5 separate regions of the Mus musculus genome follow, and all the other regions are linked to region 2. A link is a contact called in public promoter capture Hi-C data. All regions are on one chromosome and are shown on one strand. The core of a region is the stretch at or near the end of the contact, and the rest is flanking DNA. Distances in the headings are between cores, read along the strand shown.

Region 1 (3,546 bases), core at 808-3,307, 2.4 Mb after region 2:
TTTGCCTTTTGCTCTGTTGTCAAACGGGATTAAGGTCTTATTCTACTACCTATCTCGAGCACGCAGGCCCTGATGCAGGACCGACCCCGCAAAGGGCCCAGCACTCAGTAAAATCCTCTGCCTCGGCTCCTGCGAACCCAGCTTCCTCAGAAAGTCAGAGGAAGAGTGCGGCCATCCTGTTAGAGCAAAAGGCCCCGTATGTGTACCACGACCACGGTGCCGACCCCCGGGGTAGTGCCCATGAGGTCACCTGTTTTTATCTTTCGGCCTCTGAGAAGCTGGACGGTCTCCTCGGTGAGGCCCGGGCACAGCCCTGCCCTGAGCATGCCCATAGTCCCTACAAACCCAGGATGCCCTGGGGGCTCTCTGTCACTTGGGCGCTCGCCGAGTCCCCCACTCTGGGCATTCCTCAGTTCTACTTAGGGAAAAGGTCCTGGCGTGCCAGCGCGGGACGAAGGGGCGGGAAGAGGATGCAAGTCGAGGTGAGGGACACTAACCCTTCCCAACTCGCAAGACTCTAGGCGCCCTAGGCCCGCCCCCTCCGGCCGACGCTTCCGGGTTCCGGGACTGGAGCGTCTTTTGTAGGCCAGGCCTGCAGCGCCATCTGCTGACCATGAGGGCAAACACAGAGGCTTTGCGACTCGCGCCAGCCACCTGCAAGCACACCTAGAGCTTACATACATGCACAGAGACACAAGCACACACACCGACACACACACACACACACACACACACACACACACACACACACACACACACACACACACACACACACACACACACACACACACATTTTGTGTGTCCAGCGAGTCTTCCAACGAGTCTCTTGTGTATACCAGCCTCTATTTGCAAAGCTAGGGGACACTCACTCTACCTAACTCAATATTTACAGAGTGAAGCATCCCTGACTTCTAGTAGCATTCTTGTTAGGAAGACAATGAAAGTGGATCAATTCAGATCATTACAGATTGTATGATCAAGCTGAGATCCAGCGAAGTTCACAGAGAGTACCTGTGTCCCTATATTTTCCAAATTTATCAAGTTCTATCTTACGTATATAGATGTTTTGCCTGCATGGATGTCTATGCAATCCTGGCATGCCTGGTACCCAAGGCAGCCAGAGAGAGGGTCAGATCCCTTGGACTGGAGTTACAGATGGTTAAGAGCCACCATGTGGGTACTGGTCTTCTGGGAGAGCAGTCAGTGCTCTTAACCACTTAGCCATTTGTCTAGCCCAACATTTTCCAGAGGTTTTAATGGAAGTAGGGAAATGCTTGAGTATATAAAATACTATTTTGATTTTTTTAACCACATCTAGTGGAAGAAATAAAGCAGTTTTACAAAACCCACGAGTGAGGTTCTATTTCTGCCTGTATTTTGTAGTTGAAGGAATTTGGGCTCAGTAAGATTGTTATTCTTTGATTTATACAGATAGGAAGCACAGAACTGAATCTCCAGTCCATATCCAGCTGCAGGGCTCATTTTTAGAAATATCTCCTCATGTTCACCATTGTCTCTCAATCTTTCAAGGTGTTTGGAATCCTGGCCCTGAAACCAGCTACTCTGTGAGCTACAACCCACAGTAAGCTTTCACTGTGCCTGCGTTACTGGCTATGGTGGGATTTGCTGCTTAGATCCCAGGATAGAGAGCCTTAGAAGTATCAGTAGGCAAAGGCCTTCTCTTCAAAGTCTGGTTGGCTCAGGCCAAGTGGTGTTCTCTGTGCCACTAGCCTGCTACCCCTTCCTGGACAGCTCTAAAGAGGCACAGGCAATTAAGCCTTTTGAAGTCCTCAGAAGAGGACCGAGTAGTTGTGACCACAAACGTGACCTAGAGAGGGTCATGTGTGCTGGAAGGGGCCATCAAGTTTCTTTCTTGGCTCAAGCCCACCCCTAACCCAGGCGTTTGGTCTGTCCAGCTGCACAGCAAACTTCCTATCAAGGGGAGGCTGGCCCCCCGATTGTTACACTCTGTGATGATTGTGAAGTCAGAGCACTGCAAACCTTCTCACCCAAATGAAGGGTGAGACCTTTGCCTCAGTTTTTCTCTGCTTCCTGCCAGCTGGTTGTCCTGGAGGGTGGTGGCAACCCTGCGCCCCACCCACACCAGATGGCGACGGTATTCTGTAAAGTGGGGGGTGGAGAGGAGGCTGTACCGAAGAAGGAAGCCCTCAATGTTATCAATGTGATTGACCAACTGCCAAAGCCCTGTCCAAATCCTAAGTTTATTAACCGGTCCATGGCTACCAAAGGCCTCCTGCTCCCGTCAAGACGCAGCTTGGCCAGCTTCTCAGAGGAAGAAAACACCGATGTCATGTAAGACACGATTTGGGGTCCTCATTTCTAAGGCTGGAGAAGCTTTGCAGCCCACTGTGGTGGGTCCTTCAGGGAAGAACATATCAGGAGGTTCCCCATGCACCCGCCCTGAGCCCCACATCAGTTTTGAGAGGATGTGGGTTCCCCATTCTAGCTGACCTTCCTGGACTAGCCAGGGGGTGCTTCCTATTCTGCTTGCCACTCTCTGCTACCCCTGTCTTCTCTCCCTCATTTCTCTCACTTTAATGCCCCACCTGCCTTCCAGCTGAGGTTCACTGGTCTGCTAAGTCAGTCTGAATTTTCTCTGCTTCATACCACAAAACTCTCTGCTTCCTGGTGAGAAATATGACCCAGCATCAAGTTGGGGGATGCAGAGGTGGGAAACATGGTCCCTGCCTCCAAAAAAAATGTCACGCCTGGTGCCAGTGGTGTCAGAGGTGGGGGGCATCAGACAATAAAGGAGATACAGTACAGCCTGGTAAATGCCGTCACAGGGCAGCTTGAGAAACCAAGGGCTTGGGATAGCTTGGGATATGGTGCAAAAAAGGGAGACTTCTTAGAGGAAGATTTCCAGGGAAACGGTGTGCAGGGTGACTACTGAGGAAATAGTACAATCTCATTGAAGTGACCCGTGAGTGGGCCCTGGGCTTAATCTAATGTTCTGTTAGCACTGTCTTGAGCTACTATGTGGATGCTGGGAATTGAACTCTGTCTTCTACAAGAACAGCCAGTGCGTGCTCTTAACCACTGAGTCATCTCTCCAGCCCCAGACATGAAATCTTTTTTTGTTTGTTTGTTTGTTTGTTTTCGAGACAGGGTTTCTCTGTGTAGCCCTGGCTGTCCTGGAACTCACTCTGTAGACCAGGATGGTCTCAAACTCAGAAATCTGCTTGTCTCTGTCTCCCAAGTGCTGGGATTAAAGGTGTGTGCCACCACCGCCCATCGAAATCTTTTATAATTGCTTTTTTTTTTTTTTTTTTTTTTTTGCTGGGCAGTGGTGACACATGCCTTTAGTCCCAGCACTTGGGAGGCAGAGGCAAGCAGATTTCTGAGTTCGAGGCCAGCCTGGTCTACAGAGTGAGTTCCAGGACAGCCAGGGCTACACAGAGAAACCCTGTCTCAAAACAAACAAACGAACAAAAAAAAACCAAACAAACAAACAAAAATTTGTTTTAGGTATGTGAGTACACTGTCACTGTCTTCAGATACTCCAGAAGAGAACATCAGATCCTG
Region 2 (3,842 bases), core at 1,015-3,514:
CAGCAACACCTGGTACCTGTGGAGGCCAGAAGAGGGCATCAGATCCCCTGGACCTGGAGTTACCGATGTTTGTGAGCCACCATGTGGGTGCTGGGCACTGAACCAGACCTTCTTAGATGCTGGATGCTGACTTAATGAGCATTATTACGGTACACGTGGTCAGCACTCTTGACAGATGAGATCTGCTGCCTCCTAAACAGACAGCAGAGTGTTGAGGGAGATGCAGGGCAGAGGGAGGACATGGTGGGAGGAGTAGGGAGAAGGTCAGCATGGCTCGGTGCGGGCGGAGTTTATGAAACTTAAAAGCAGTGTGAGGATGGACAAGGCAGTTGAGAACAGGGCTAGGGAGGTGCCAGAGCCAAAATATATTTCTGGTTTCCTTGTGGAAGAGCCAGATTGCTGTGTGTTCCATGCCCACATCCCAGTGATTGCTGGTCTCCTTACTATCTGAGATGCGCCCTCAGCCACTTAGCAGCACTGTGTGCCCACTGTACATAATGAAAGACCAGGAAGAGCCAGGGAGGAAGGAAAGGAAAAACAGGTACTTAGCACAGGAGGGACCTTGGTTATAATCGAACGGCTTTATTTCAGAGATACTATGCCTTGAGCTGGCTGGAGTGGTGCAAGCCTGCGGTCCCAGTACTAGGGAAATGGAGGCAGGTAGGATGAGGAGTTCAAGGTTAGCCTATGTTACAGAGGAGACCCTGCCAAAATAAACCAGGAAAGGAGAAAAAACTCACCCACCCAACCAAGCCAACAAAATGCCCTCAAACCACATAGGTGGTTAGTGGCAGAGTGACACTTGTATGGCACACCCAAGATTCCCACCCACTCGTTCATCGACTCACCCACTCTCCTACCCACCCAACTCACCCACCCACCCGACTCACCCACTTACCAACCCAACTCACTCATTCAGCCAAACCATCCACTCACCCAAGTTCACTCACTCACCCACGCACCCACCCACGCACCCAACTCACCTACCCACCCTCACCCACTTACCAACCCAACTCACTCACTCACCCACCCACCCATCTGCCCGCCCACTCAATTCACTCATAGGAGAAAGGGAGGCAGCACAGATCAGCACCTCTAATGGGAGTACACGAGAGCCACAGCAAGAGTCCACAGGAAACCCACAGGTCTGTCAGGAGTCACTCCTGTCAGTCTCATGACCAACTAGACCTTCAGGGCCATCCTGTGGGAGGGAAAAATGGCTGGGGGGGCAGTCTTTTCTGGCCCTGGACAAGTCGGGATCAACAGGGCAAATTTCCTAACCTCTGCTTGCCTCTGTCCTGGGCCATGAATGGGAATCTAGGGGAGATCCAAACTGAACGATCCAGGACAGAGTACGCTCAGCACCATGGCTGGAGAGCCACAACAGCCTCACGAGCACACCCTGTGATCGCTGTGCTGATGACCACAGAGCTGCGACAACCAGGGGTCAATTCGTTTTTCTTACAAAAAAGCATCAATGGCTTCATATGCTCAGGAAAGCACATCTATTCTCTCCGATGCTAAATGAGCATATTTATCTGTGTAGTTTCCCACGCTATAACCACCCCCGTTTCTGATTTTGATGGACCGTGTTTCCTTTTGATGTCACCTCAGGGTTTTTTTTTTTTTTTTTTTTTTTTTTTTTTTTTTTTTGCTTTGCTGGTGAGAAAGTCCCAGTTTAGTTTCACAATTAAAAAGAGAGTCACACACACACCTCTGTTGAGTATCCGGGCCCCTGCACACTTGCTGCTCAGGCCACCGGTTCAAGTTTAGGGTACAAACAGGAAACTGTTCATTCCTACTTCGTTACTTCTGTTTCCCGAGGCATCAACACAACTTGGGTTACAGCTGAGATTAGAAACCGGAAGCAGTCAGTAGGCAACAGCCTGGGCTACCAGTTGTGAAGTGGCAGCAGGAGGTTTGATCTACACAGACACATGGACTCTGAAGGCCTTTGATGCCGCCTGGGCCACCGGGTGGGTATTCCTCTGACATCCACTCTGAGGGCCCAGACTGCCACCCGCAATCTCCTTCCCCACACTTCTTTCTAAGGCTTGGTAGCTTGCTGCGAGTTAGCTCTTGGTTATTTTTAGCCCCACTAACTGCTTGAGAGGCAGCTGCAAGGCGGCAGCTGTGGAAGGCAGCTGCCGCGGCTTGATCTCTAGCCGGTATTATCTGACAGCTCTCGGCATGTGAGTTCTAAGATCCCCCTTTCTTTAGGTGAGCTCACAAGCTTTTCTCCTGGGGATGACATCAGATCTGTGTGTCCGATCACCTGCTCTGGTGGGGGACATGTGCAGAATTCCGCTAGAAAGGGAGATTCCAAATGTTTCTGACCCATAAACGCCAGGTGTGACGCAGGGGCCCTCCCACAGGGTTTCTAAGATGAGGGAGCGCCACAGAACTTCTGTCCTGCAAACTCTGATGTCACAAAAGAATGCAGAGAGAATGAGGCAGCTCACTAGCCTGCCTGGAGCCCCCTTCAGAGCCAGCATCAGATGAGACAGGTACCAGGCTGATGTGCGTACGCTATCCAGGAGAACTGGTCCAGATCCCATCTCCTCTGCTCTCTTGCATGGCTTTGCTTCTTGGCACACACACACCTCCTGCCTGCCTTTCTCTGGAGGGTCTTCAGCTACAGCATACAGCTTTTTGCCTTTAGGCTTCTGCATAGACTGTTTCCAATCTAGGTGGCGTTTAGACCTGCTTCTAGGTGTTAATTTGGGAGCTTTTTCTTGCTCCCATGTCAGCCTCACTTGTCCCTTAACCGCATTACTCCGAGGGCTGTATGGAACATTACTTTTAGGCATCTATTTTCTTTATAAATCTAAACCCTTTTAGCTAGCACATAGTGAGGCTCGGCAGATAGCTGACTGATGATGTCTTGGACTCCCCAAGAATTCCTCCCTCCCCCATCTATGCCTTTTTTTTTTTTTTTTTTTTTTTTTTTTTTTTGACATCAAATGTTCTTCACTGGGGACGGAACGCACAGTCTTGTGCACGCTAGGCCAATGCTCGGTAAACTGAGCTACATTTCCAGTCTCCAATTTTCTGTTCTTCAAATTGCCTCTTTTTCAATTGATCTCAATATATTCAAACTGAGTCCTTTGTCAATTCCCTGTCAGAAAAAGGGCTTCAGAGAAGAGATGTATGAAAATGCTGGGCTCGAAGGCACATTTGGGCTAAGGATACACACACAGGTAAACAGAGAAGAGCGGGGCTGGCTAGCTGAGCCTTTGTCGCCAGCCTCTTGAAACTTTCTTTTCTGTGGGTTGAGAAGCCTGAACCCCTGTTCCCAAGGCATTCTTGACAAGGAGTTTGCCCATCAAGACGACTTTCCCATTAACCTTGTGGCGCTGTTCTCAGCTGCCTCTCACAGAGCCCCTCTTAGGGCAGCGAGGCAGTTCACACCTGTGTCTACATTCTCTGGTGCACCTCCTTCTCTACCCAACCTCCACCATGCCAGACACAAGCCAGTGGAAACACTGGCTTCATACACAGCACCATGCTGAAGTCGTTTCCCAGCCCCCACCATTACAGTAAGTGGGGTAAGATACAAGTTTCTGCTTTAAAACGGGCACGTGAACACAGTCTCCATCCAACCAAGGGCTGCAGAAGAGCCCTCGGGTGCTCGACTGTCCGCCCCGGGGTTCCACTTGCTCTTCCTTGTACTGTTCTATCTCCATCCAGTCTCTTAGGTGACCAGATCCACCCCTTCTCGTTCCGGGGAAGCTTCCTATCTTAGGACTTGCTCCTCAGGTTCAAGGATCTAGCCTGCAGCCTCACTTATATAAGCTTGGTGGAAGGCATTTAATATACCCTGGGCCAATCAGAGCCTTTGC
Region 3 (3,956 bases), core at 1,153-3,652, 2.6 Mb after region 2:
GAAGTCTCCATGGGAAGGAGGGGGGAAGAGAAAGAAAGGGCCACAGAGAGAGAAGAGAAGGAAAGGGGGAGGAGGAAGAGAAGGAAGAAGAAGAGGAGGAGGAGAGCAAAAATGGGGGCAGGGTATGCCAGGTAGGGACTGAGGGATGCTGGGAGGACATGGGGGCCAGGTCTGCTTTGATATGTAAAAAAATGTACCTCAGTCCCCTGTCCCAGGGTCCAAACCCACTCTCCTCACAAGCTTTTTAGACTTCCTTTGGATTTCTGGGGACTCTAAAGGTGGATCCATGGAGATTCAGATTCGATTCTTCACAGAGAACTTTACTTTTGAAGCAGTGTAACCTGACAGTTGTATTTCTGTCACTTCATCTCTGGTTAAATAATATGTCCTTTCTTCTCCCCGTCTCCATCTGCCTCTTCATCCAGTGCAGACATTCCTGGATGGCTTATAAATGTGGTTACCTCATAACTCTGAGCTTGGAGATGACCTCTGATCACCAATTAGGCAGCAAAAACTGACCAGTCAGGAACAACGGGATGGTCACTGAGGTCGGGAGCTGACTGTTCCTGAAGGGAAATTGCATCACATATTTATAAAGTATGAGACCACAGAGAGAGGTGGAGGTTGGTGGCTCCTAGCGTTGTACAATCACATTTTGACACAAGGGGTTGGGCAATGGTGTCTCCATTGCTCTTTTGCTCTGACTTAGGCAGGGCGGGGTGGGGGTGGGGGTTGGTAGGTGGGGCAGTTGTCAGTCATAGGACAGGAGAAAGTATTGGTGATAAATTGGTGATTAGGCCTTATCTGGGCCACCTGGCTTGAAGGTCTTTGACTCCAAGCCCTGGTGGTCAGGCCTTACCCTGGATATTTGACCTGTAACTCAAGATGAGAAGGCAACAAAGGAGCTAGTTCCTGGGAACATAGACTCAGCTGGACCCTGCCAGCCGATGGAGAACTTGTCCCCGAGGTGGCTGGACTCGGAGAGCTGTCTCCTTATAAATGCTCTCCTGGCTGCCTCCTTCCTTAAGCCTGGGCACTGCACTTTGTCCTTGATGGAGAAGTCCCCAGAGTTTGCTGCAGTTCTAATCCCAGACCTTTGGAGTTGAATTCCTTCTCACTGACTTTGGAACTGAACTGGAGCTCGGAGGAGGAGCTCGGAGGAGGAGCTCGGAGGAGGAGGAGGAGGAGGAGGAGGAGGGAGGAGGGAGGAGAGTGAAGAGGGGAGAGAAAGAAGAGAAGACTTCAGGCACACAGAGCATGGGCACTGGACTTTCTCCACCCAGCAGCTGCCTCTGTCCAGATGCTGCTCCTCCCTGGCTCCCCCACTTTCCCTACCCCTGTTCTTTTCTTCCTCATGTCCCTCAAAGCCCTGGTTGTTGGCTTGCCCTGGTCTCTGGCTAGTCTTGTGACATTCCTTAGGAACGGGAGGGTACAGTTCTGAGCAAGAGGTTGTGCTTGGGATACTGGAGGAGGGTGACTCATTGGACTCCCCCTAGCAACTTCTTCTTTCACCTCCTGACAAGTACAGAAGGAAAATTTTGTCTTTCTTCATTTTTGGTCTTCTTCATTACTGATGCAAATATTCTCCTTTACGTTTTTGCATGTTTCCATCAACCCACGAGAACTCCAGAAACCTCCTGTACTTTATTTCTTAAATTAGAGATTAAGAAAGAGATTCTAAAGGTCTCTGAGTCAGTTTCCTCAGAGCTGGTCTGGTGGTGACAGGCAATGAAACAGCCCACAGGGAAGAAAGAGCCCTGTTCTGGACCCTTAGGCTGGAGGGACAGTGGAGTTCTGGACCTCTGGAAGGGCAGTCAGTGCTCTTATCCACTGAACCATCTCTCCAGCCCTATTTCTTTTCTTTTCTTATCTTTTCTTTTTTAATATTTATTTTATTGGATATTTTCTTTATTTACATTTCAAATGTTATCCCCTTTCCTGGTCCTGGCCCCGGTCCTTCCTTCCTCCCCCAACTCCCTCTCCCATCCACCCCCAACTCCCTTTCCCTTCCCTCAAGCCCCCTCTCCCACCCCACCCCCCCTCCCCAATCAGTTTCTTAAGGCTGGTTAGGGAGGTGTTACTGTAACAAAGTAGCAAAAGAGGTGTACTGCTTTAGGGTAGCCCTGGGAATCCCATAGAGAGAAGGAATCTGCTGGCAGAGAGGATCCTGCTGTGCCCATCTTAAACCCGGGACTGGAGGGACTCTAAAGGCGTTAACAAGGGCACCTGCTCTTTTGAGCAAATGGACTTTGCTGCTTGGGAATGCCTGAGGCAGATAGAAATCTGACTAGTCAACTGTGAGCTTGTGTTACAGTCTGCCCAATAGAAAAGTGGAGGCAGGGCTTTCACTTCCTGGAGGGTGACAGTTCTGGGATTTCCAGTCTTCCACCAGTCTGTGCAATGCTTTAATGCAGCAAGGAACAAAGAACTCACATGGGCTTAGAGGTGAACACACAACCAGGGCTGCAGTTAGAACTCTTCCAAGTGCCAAAGCCCACCGGCGAAGACATCTGCTGGCCAGGACTTGTTGCAGACAGAGGGTCTTTCTCAGGTGACACTAGCCTGCTTTACCAAGACTGCTGACATGGGTACTAGACTTGAGGCAACTGAGCAAAGCAACCACAGAACTCAGAGGTAAGTAACCACAGACATATAGTCTACTCAAGTCCTACCCCTAATGTCATTTCTGTCCCTCACTTCCAACCCTGGGTACAGTCTAGTTGCTCTGGGACCATGGTTAGTTTCTGTCTCTACTGGCATCTTGGCTCCTTAGAGCCTTGGTAGCCCATTTTAACAAAGTGTTAACAAACCGGCTGTGAAGGGATTAGGCACCTGGTGAGCTGTCTGGGAGGGCAAATGCCTGTGTCTTCTTGGTTCAGGGGAGGACCAGGGAGAGAGCTTAGGTTCTGCTTGGCCTGAGCCTGAACTATTGAGGCAGACGGTGGGAGGATGAAAATGCAAGCCAGGCGTTGGGTACTTTTGGCAGGTCTGTGCCATGGTGTATCCCTGAGAAAATATGTCATGCAACAGATCTCGTGTAAGAGGTTTATTTGGGAGAGGAGAGTGAAAGGTGCCTCAGAGTTGAAACAGTAAGGAGGGAAAAGGGCAGACAGGCAGAGAGAGACATGGAAACACACAGGAGGTAAGGTTGAGAGAAATGAGAGCAGAGGAGGAGAAGGGGAGAGGAAGGGGGAGAGATATCTGTGGTGTGTGGGGCCCTTTTATCCACACACAGCAGGCACCTGGCACAGTTAGCAGGGGCAGGAGAAGAAATAAGCAGCCTCTAGTCCCTAGGAAATCAGGCTCCTGCTGGTCATCAGAGCATCTTGAGGGTTCCCCACTGGATCCTGTGGGAGGATAAGTAAATGTGTCTGAGCGACAGGAAGAAGGGGAACTGTATTCAAGATGAGAAACGAGATAGGTGCACTAGAGCCCTGAAAAGCTTATAATGTTCTCTTCCACCAACTGCCAAGCACTTTCAGAGGTGTGCAAAGAATTCTCCATCTCTTCTTTTCCTCCAAGAGGCAGCTACTACTGCTCCTGCCTCTGTGTTTGCCTGCCAATCTGCAGTGCCTGCATCTGGATGCCATGCTCTTTCCCTCTGAGGACAGCTAACAAGACACTTTAAATTCCAGACCAAAGTCTCTGAGAACTTTCTCTAGTCGACACTAGCATTTTGGGGGTTGGGGGGGTTGGGGGTTGGGGGGTTGGGGTGGGAGCGGCGGATGGGAGTCTGAATGGTAAAGCAGACCTAAAACTGCAGGGTGGTTAATGAGTTTACATGCCTGGGTTTGTAGATCACCCAGCCTTTTTTTTTTTTTTTGTGAAGGAACAAGTCTCAGATACATGCCTAAAAGATGCACATTTTAAACAATTGACAATTTTCCATAGTCACGGATGTACGAGTGCAATGGCCTGTATCCCAGGCTACCCCACAGCTCCTGTAAATGTGACTG
Region 4 (3,729 bases), core at 599-3,098, 2.3 Mb after region 2:
TTGGCTAATGAAAAGTATAAAACAGGGCTGGAGAGATGGCTCAGAGGTTAAGAGCACTGGCTGCTCTTCCATAGGACCTGAGTTCAATTGCTAGCAACCACATGGTGGCTCACAACCATCTATAATGAGATCTGGTGCCCTCTTCTGGCATGCAGGCATACATGCAAGTAGAACATTGTATACATGATAAAAATAAATATTTTTTTAAAAGTATGAAACAGAGTACAAATCTACAAATTTCTGTAGGTTTTTATCTTGGTGAATGTCATGATTCAGCCACTGAATTTAGTTGTCTAGTGCCTTGCATTTATTAAATCACCAAGCTTAGTCAATTCTACAATTAAAATGCCTTTGGACATCTCTCTCCAATTTAATTGTTATCCTTCCTAGACTGCTTAGACAGCATCTTGTCTCCTAATTTGAATCAACCCTCCATGCTACATCTTTCTAAAAGGCAATGGGATTCAGTTTCCTGATCACCAATCCTTCAAAGATGTTACATTCTCTACCATCTTCAAGATAAAAATCCAGGTAATTTATCAGTAACATACTTGGCCTTTTCCAAACTCTCCTGTTCCATCCACCATTATTCCCACAGTAGGTCTTTCTGTTCCCTTAATGCATTATAATGTTTATTTCTGGTGGATTTACACCACTAGGAGGTCTTGATTCCTGTCACTCATTCTTCTACAACTCTGATCAAACATCCCCTGATATCTGAGAGGATTTTCCTTCAATCATCGGTAATTGGGCCCTTTCCTCTGTAAAATCATTTGCATCTCTATATAATTGACATACCTGTCACTGCCATGTCACTTTAAGGATACCATCTCAAAGGCTAGAGAGATGGCTCAGCAGTTAAAAAGCACTTATTGTTTTTGAAGAGGATCTGAGCTTGGTCTCCAGCACCCATATCAAATGGCTTACAACTGCCTATAACTCGAGTTCTAGGGATCTGTCACCCTCTGACCTCTGGGGGCATCTGCTCACACCTGATGCACATAAACTCAGACAGATGTGCACACGTAAATATAAATCAGGTTTTTAAAGGAAAGGACAGAAACTATCCCATCTGTTTTTCCAGCATCTAGTGTTAAGTGGACTCGTTTACTATAAACGCTACTTTGCTCATTCCTCTCAGGGTGTCTCTTTCCCAAGAGACCTTTTGATCTCCCCTACTCTTCTTTCTTCGTAAAACAATGGTGCTAAATAAACATATGTCCAAATGGATGACTAAACATGAAGAACTGTAGGTGCGGAGAGTCCCAACTGCTGGAAGATAATGGAACTTGAATTTGAACCTATGCCTGCCTAGCTCCAAAGCCAGTACCACTCCACCACGTCAAAACAATACTGCCTGCGGCGGAGCTGCAGCCCAACGTCTGCTGAGCGCGCGCACAAGGCTAACAGTTTCTATTGACGGAGTCTTTTCTTCGGGGAGGCGCTCTCTTCCTCGGCTAGAGAATCCTAAGAGCAGGAGTGAGAGAGAGGAAACCGGGTGTCTAAATGTCGCAGCATTGCTCACAGGTTTTCACTGATCAGCATCAGAATCAGAGTGAGCCGCGACACCCCGCACACTCTAGCGGCATCTCACATTTTTAGCGCGCCCTTAGGACCCAAGGTGGGACGCAGCACATCCTGCAGCCCACGGGCGGCGCAGATGTTCACAGCCAAGGCCGCTTGGCTCCGGGTCACTTCAGCGCCAGGGTTAGCGATTTTGATCGCAGCCATGGTTCAACAGTCCAGCCCCAAACTTGCCGACTCCGAACCCTGGCGCCACGCCCACACTCCTGAGTGTGGGCCAATCGGCGCCATAACAGGAAGTGACGCTATCACGCCTCGGAAGCTAGACTCGCCTGAGTCCTGGGCGCAAACATGGCGTCCTCCACCTCTACTCGGACTCCGGCTGGGAAGCGAGTGGTGAATCAGGAAGAACTGAGGCGCTTGATGAGGGAGAAGCAGCGCCTGAGCACCAACCGGAAGAGGATCGAATCTCCATTCGCCAAGTACAACCGTCTGGGGCAGCTGAGCTGCGCACTGTGTAACACCCCGGTCAAGAGCGAGCTCCTGTGGCAGACCCATGTTCTGGGAAAGCAGCACCGGGAGAGAGTAGCGGAGCTGAAAGGCGCCAAAGGAGCAACCCAGGGCCCGTCGACCGGCACTGTACCTCAGGCCACCAAGAGGAGAGCGACGGATGTGGAGAGCCAAGACGCCAAGAAAGCCAAGGCCTCCGCGGGACCTCAGGTACAGCCCTCCACCTCAGCCTCGTCCGCCAACTTGGATGCCGCTAGGGCGGCCCCCAGTAAACCTGGACTCGGTTTACTGCCTGATTATGACGATGAGGAAGAGGAGGAAGAAGAGGGAGGTGGAGAAGAAAGAAGGGACAGCAGCAAGCATCTTCCGGATGCACAGGGCAAAGAACACTCGCTTGCCTCTCCGAGGGAGACAACAAGCAATGTGCTGCCAAACGATCCGTTTAATACAAATCCTCCCAAGGCCCCCTTAGTTCCTCATTCAGGGTCCATTGAGAAAGCAGAAATACATGAAAAAGTGGTGGAAAGAAGAGAGAACACCGCCGAAGCATTACCAGAAGGGTTCTTCGACGACCCTGAGGTAGATGCAAAGGTCCGGAAGGTGGATGCCCCAAAGGATCAGATGGACAAAGAGTGGGACGAGTTTCAAAAGGCTATGAGGCAAGTCAACACTATCTCTGAAGCGATCGTTGCTGAAGAGGATGAGGAGGGACGGTTGGACCGGCAGATTGGAGAGATTGATGAGCAGATAGAATGTTACCGCCGAGTGGAAAAGCTGCGGAATCGCCAGGATGAAATAAAAAACAAACTTAAAGAGGTTTTGACCATAAAAGAACTTCAGAAAAAGGAAGAGGAGAATGTGGACAGTGACGACGAAGGAGAATTACAGGATTTGCTGTCTCAGGACTGGAGGGTAAAGGGGGCTTTGCTGTAAGGTTTTGAAGACCCAAGCTTTCCATCAGTCCCCGCTGTCCCTTAAAAAGTGCTGTGTCCAAGTTCTTGGGTTCCTCTGACCTTGGATACCCCTAATTGTTGGGATAAAGTAAGCCAGTGAGGAGTAATACTTTGGGGATGGTACTGTGTGCGGTGCTATTTATTATAAAATGTTTGAGGTAAAACCGTTTTTGACATTTTTGAAATTATAACCACAAATTGCCAACTTTTTCATCTTTACAGGTTCAATGTGGTTTTTCAGTTGTAAAATCTAAGTTGTAAATATTGCACATAGCTAAGTATATATTTATATAAGTCACTCTGTTTTGATCCTTATATTAGTCAGATAAAAAAGACACATGTTTATATGACCTCGATGTATATATATTTTCAAGCCTTAAACTCCAAGGGTTGGCGCTTTGGGAAGGTTGTTTTTAGAAGGCCACTCATAAACACATATTCTTCATAAAGCAGTGGATGGGTATTCTTTTTTCAAAAGCATACAGATGTCCAGACTCCAGCACAGTGTTTCTTTTGACAAGATCAATGATTGCTAAGTTGTACATCAGTATCACCTGTGAAACTTTTGATTGTTCATGGAATGTCAAATCGCCTATGAAGCTTTAGTGCCTGAGCCCCATCTTAAAGAGGTTTTGACCATAAAAGATTCCATAAATTAAATGGGATCCAGATGACAATATTCTTGACTATTCCCAGGTTATTCTAGTATTTGCCCAGGTTGGAGATTCAGCTGCCTTAAGTG
Region 5 (3,891 bases), core at 392-2,891, 2.8 Mb after region 2:
GGTGTGCCTATTATGAGAGAGGTCACCAGGATGGTGGCCCATGCTTTATGGATGTGAGGAATAACTTCTGTGACTTAATAGCTAGGGTAGACCGGATGATTGGTACAAATTTTCAAATTTTGTTAATAAAGGGGTTTTAGGAATGGCCTTACCTTCTGACGGGCTCCTGCATTGCACTGGCTTCAACCAGTCTCTGTTTGATAGCTTGCATGTCCTGAGCTGTCAGTCGAGCTAACCGAACTCCAGCCAGTTTCAGCAGGGGAGAGTGATGCTCAGCTTTCCCCAAGATGTAACGCAGTTGTTGTGTAAGAAACCAGCCTTCCCAGGCCATGTTAACAAAAGGGTAGGCCGCCAGAAAGGCTCTGTAGAATCGTTTCCAGCGAGAAGAAGGGGGGTGAATAGAGTATTCGTCTTCTTCTCTCAAGCTAGAAGCCAGCTTCTCTAGCTTCACTTTCAGATAGGGAAGAAGGACAAGGAACATGGCAGATTTCCAGAGGTGTTCCTTGGGAAGACCAGCACTGGCCGGTCTCTGAAGATGCGGCGAGCTCCCTGCCACAATCCGCTTTAAGCCATAAAAGTGTTCAGAAAATGAGGCACTAGTTCTAGAAAGATAATGCTGCTGGAGCAGGAAGTCTAGCAGAGTGAAGATTTCATCAAACCACCGCCAGAGGAAGCCATAGTGCGCAGGATTTGATTCTGCAAGAACCTGATGCAAAAACATTTTATTACAGTCTTCAGTTTGTATTCACATCAGCCTTTTCCTTTTAAATTCAATACACCTGGCTTAAGTAATTGGCTTTTGGGGTATAGTCTGAGTTCCTGAGGTCATAGGAATGGAGTACAGAGCTCTTTGAATGGATGCCCATTAAGTCCTGGATACAAATGACACATGGCGATCATTGCAAACTTAGGGTTACTAGTAAAATGTTTGGAGTTTTATCCAGTCGTCCCTGAAACGATTCAGAGAAGTAATACCTTACCTTGACCACATGCTGAAGAGCGGGTCTCACTGCTGTCATTAAACTGTCCTGTGCTACCACCTCAAAGATGGATGGCTGGTCGTCCGCCACTGAAGCAGTTGTGATGTGAGCCCCATACTCAGCCATTGTGTCTTGTGTGAACTGGGATTCACTTTTCCCACGAACACTCTAGTGAGCATGAACTTGTTTTTGTATCAAACGGGTGCTGAGTCTTAGTCCTTCTGCATGGCACCTGAAACTAAAAATTGAATTTTACAGGAGTGAAAAATCAACGGGGGTGGGTGGGGGGAGCTTATATGGAGGCGGAGGAGAGGGAGTCTCAAAGTAAGGACTGTTAACTCCGGAGCTGGGGACGTGGCACGTGGGGTCTGGGGAATGACTTGTCAAATGCTGCACCTCACAGGGCAGAGCGTGACTCGGAGGCGGGGAGTGGGCCAAGAAACGTGTCGCTCGAACCGCAGTCCGGGAGCTGCGAGGCCCGGCTCCGGCGGCTGCCTGAGAAGCGCCCGTCCTTGCTTGCTGACCTCGGGCACGGAGCAGAGGACCCGTGACGCCACCTGCGAAAGGAGGTCTCGGCTTTGTGACCGAAACCGTACCCGGAAACAGAAGCTCCGAGGACCTCCACACGGCGGGCGGAAGACAGGCGCTCTAGCATCGAATGTAGCCCTGAGCCGGAACTCGGGAACTCTATGACCAACTGGGACTTCCGTTTCCGCCCCCCTGACGACGAGGCGACGGGTTAGTGCAGTGAGTGCATTCTGTTCCTGGTTAGCTCTGAGCGAAGCTTCCTGGAGGGCGGTACTCGAGCCTCTGTGCCGAGCTGGGGTCCCTGCCTGACGCCGGTTGCCATGGGAGATCAAGCCAGGTCCTTTCTGCCAGGTGGTGCTTAGCTCAAAGTCGGCCACCTTCCCGAGTGTTAGTCAGTTATCAGCAAGTTTTACTAAAATGACAAAAGATTCATTCTTGCCTACCAGAATTTAGGACGGCTACTTTTTTACTTACTTACAGACAGCTTAACTTGTCATCCATGTGTAAAATTAAGTTATAGCTCTAGGCACATTCTGCTAGATGAAATTGATTCCTGCCCTCCAGCTCAGTAGGTATTAGCAGTATTAGCAGCGCAGGGATCGTTATGATTCTCGAACTGAATAGTAGCATTCAGCTCTAGAGGACCTTAGGGTATAAAAGTGGGCAATTGGTTTGTATAATGAGAACCTTATAAAGGGATTGGTTTTAGTTTCAATTTAAATTTTGAAGTTTTTTTATAGTTCTAAAGTATGATCCATACTTCACTAAAGTCACTGTCAGAAGTGCAATTGTTGAATTTCTAAAAAGTATTAAAGATTTTTGTTTTAAATAATGTTTGTTTCAGCTTAAAAGTTTTTTTGATTTTTGGTTTTTTTTTTCGAGACAGGGTTTCTCTGTGTAGCCCTTGGCTGATCTGGAACTCACTCTGTAGACCAGGCTGATCTCGAACTCAGAAATCCGCCTGCCTCTGCCTCCCGAGTGCTGGGATTAAAGGCATGCGCCACCAACGCCCGGCTTCAGCTTAAGAGTCTTAAGGTTTATGTACATATCCTTGGCTAGCATTCAAGTTGGCTTTCGTGCTCAGCCTTGAGTTTTAAGGACCCGAGAACTACATAAAGCATCTGGTAAATATCGCATGCTAACCAATGGGGTCTTAATTTTAAAAAGATTTTTAGGTTGTACTAGTATTTGCTGGCACATATATGTATGTGCCACATGCAGCCTGGTAACTGCAAAGGTCAAAAAAGTATGTTTGATTCTCTGGAACTGGAGTTACAGACCATGTGTGTGCTGGGAACCAAAGTCAGGTCCTCTGCGAGAGCAACCAGTGCTGTTAACCACTGAGCCATCTCTCCAGCCCACCAAGCCACCTCTCCAGCCCACTGAGCCACCTCTCCAGCCCACTGAGCCATCTCTCCAGCCCACTGAGCCACCTCTCCAGCCCACTGAGCCACCTCTCCAGCCCACTGAGCCATCTCTCCAGCCCACTGAGCATCTCTCTAGCTGTTTATGCTTTTAAGTGAATAGCAAAAACACACAGCTAAGAAATAGCTAAAACAGGTAGAAAATGAAACATTTGCATCAATTAAGGTTTTTAGTTGCAAAGAACAGAAGCAGGCTATTTTAAAACAAAAGGAACTTAAACTCTAGGTGGGAAGGCTGGAGAGATGATGGGCAGGTGAGAGCACTTGTTGCTCTTGCAGAGGGCCTGAGTTCAGTTTTCAGCACCCACATTCAGAGGCTCACAATTAACTGTAAGCCCAGCTCCAGGGATACAGTGCTCTCTCTGGTCTCCTGAGGTACCGACACATACTTGTACAGATGCAACGTTTAAATGGAGTAGCTCACAAAACAAGATAGCTCAAAAAGAACAGGACTATATAACTCCCTTAGCGTTCTCTCTAGCAGGAATTAGTAACGTTTCATCCAAGTAACCTTGTTACAGTGAACAAGTGTCAAGTGCTCATTGTGTCCACGGTCAGATTCTTCTGACAGAAGGTGCTGGCATATATATGTAACCCCAGCGCCTGAGGCAGTGGGCTACCTGGCAGTGAGGAAAGGGGGAAAGAGGTGAAAGGGGGAGGAAGGGGGAAAACACCCATTTGAGCAATCTTGGTTTAAAGTTGATCAATCATGGTTAGCCAGAGGGTCAAGATTTCCTGATTAATGGACCCACAAGACTACTCTATAAAAAGGAAACTGTATTCCATGAGAAAAGGAAAAAGTTAAAAATAGTATGTCCTGGTTGGTTATATAACTCAGTGGTAGGACGTGTGTGAAGCCCTAGGATCCTTTCCCAGTTCTGGAAAGAAAAATAGTGTCAGTTTTTATTTCAATTTGGTAATGTGCCAGTTTTTAGTTACCAAATAATGCATTAAAAACC

What was found. Promoter capture Hi-C pulls out the DNA fragments that hold promoters and counts their contacts.
Region 1: a contact with region 2 is called in a promoter capture Hi-C map of liver, with 5 times the contacts expected there. The contact joins the promoter of Fndc8 here to the promoter of C030013C21Rik in region 2. A contact is called at or near these places in 2 of 39 promoter capture datasets (liver and pre-B cells).
Region 3: a promoter capture Hi-C map of liver shows a contact between it and region 2, with 4 times the contacts expected there. The contact joins the promoter of Slfn2 here to the promoter of C030013C21Rik in region 2. A contact is called at or near these places in 2 of 39 promoter capture datasets (liver and pre-B cells) and 1 of 115 datasets of contacts at active chromatin or transcription factors (bone marrow-derived dendritic cells).
Region 4: a contact with region 2 is called in a promoter capture Hi-C map of pre-B cells, with 3 times the contacts expected there. The contact joins the promoter of Zfp830 here to the promoter of C030013C21Rik in region 2. A contact is called at or near these places in 2 of 39 promoter capture datasets (the 3T3-L1 cell line and pre-B cells) and 1 of 115 datasets of contacts at active chromatin or transcription factors (astrocytes).
Region 5: a promoter capture Hi-C map of pre-B cells shows a contact between it and region 2, with 3 times the contacts expected there. The contact joins the promoter of Pex12 here to the promoter of C030013C21Rik in region 2. A contact is called at or near these places in 4 of 39 promoter capture datasets (the 3T3-L1 cell line, hippocampal neurons, liver and 1 more), 1 of 484 Hi-C or Micro-C datasets (B cells) and 1 of 115 datasets of contacts at active chromatin or transcription factors (astrocytes).

What each region holds. Positions count from the first base shown.
Region 1 is chr11:82,890,088-82,893,633 of GRCm38.p6, forward strand. Fndc8 (fibronectin type III domain containing 8) reads left to right here and starts at 2,058. Exons shown (of 4, transcript NM_030224.1): 1 at 2,058-2,313. The coding sequence starts at 2,108. It overlaps Rad51d (RAD51 paralog D), which reads right to left and starts at 537. Exons shown (of 10, transcript NM_011235.4): 1 at 251-537. The coding sequence starts at 332.
Region 2 is chr11:80,506,842-80,510,683 of GRCm38.p6, forward strand. It overlaps C030013C21Rik (RIKEN cDNA C030013C21 gene), which reads right to left and starts at 2,265. Exons shown (of 3, transcript NR_126552.1): 1 at 1,715-2,265; 2 at 1,094-1,201; 3 at 569-704. All of the region lies in intron 21 of Myo1d (myosin ID), which reads right to left. Gm31109 (a long non-coding RNA gene) reads left to right here and starts at 2,436. Exons shown (of 2, transcript XR_003949722.1): 1 at 2,436-2,520.
Region 3 is chr11:83,062,710-83,066,665 of GRCm38.p6, forward strand. Slfn2 (schlafen 2) reads left to right here and starts at 2,403. Exons shown (of 2, transcript NM_011408.1): 1 at 2,403-2,634. The coding sequence starts at 2,585. Gm20234 (a long non-coding RNA gene) reads right to left here. Exons shown (of 2, transcript XR_388923.4): 2 at 3,032-3,347.
Region 4 is chr11:82,762,497-82,766,225 of GRCm38.p6, forward strand. Zfp830 (zinc finger protein 830) reads left to right here and starts at 1,849. Exons shown (of 1, transcript NM_025884.4): 1 at 1,849-3,729. The coding sequence starts at 1,876. The coding sequence ends at 2,967. It overlaps Cct6b (chaperonin containing Tcp1, subunit 6b (zeta)), which reads right to left and starts at 1,825. Exons shown (of 14, transcript NM_009839.3): 1 at 1,595-1,825. The coding sequence starts at 1,731.
Region 5 is chr11:83,297,336-83,301,226 of GRCm38.p6, forward strand. It overlaps Pex12 (peroxisomal biogenesis factor 12), which reads right to left and starts at 1,642. Exons shown (of 4, transcript NM_001364762.1): 1 at 1,377-1,642; 2 at 981-1,218; 3 at 153-706. The coding sequence starts at 1,106. It also overlaps a transcript of Ap2b1 not described here.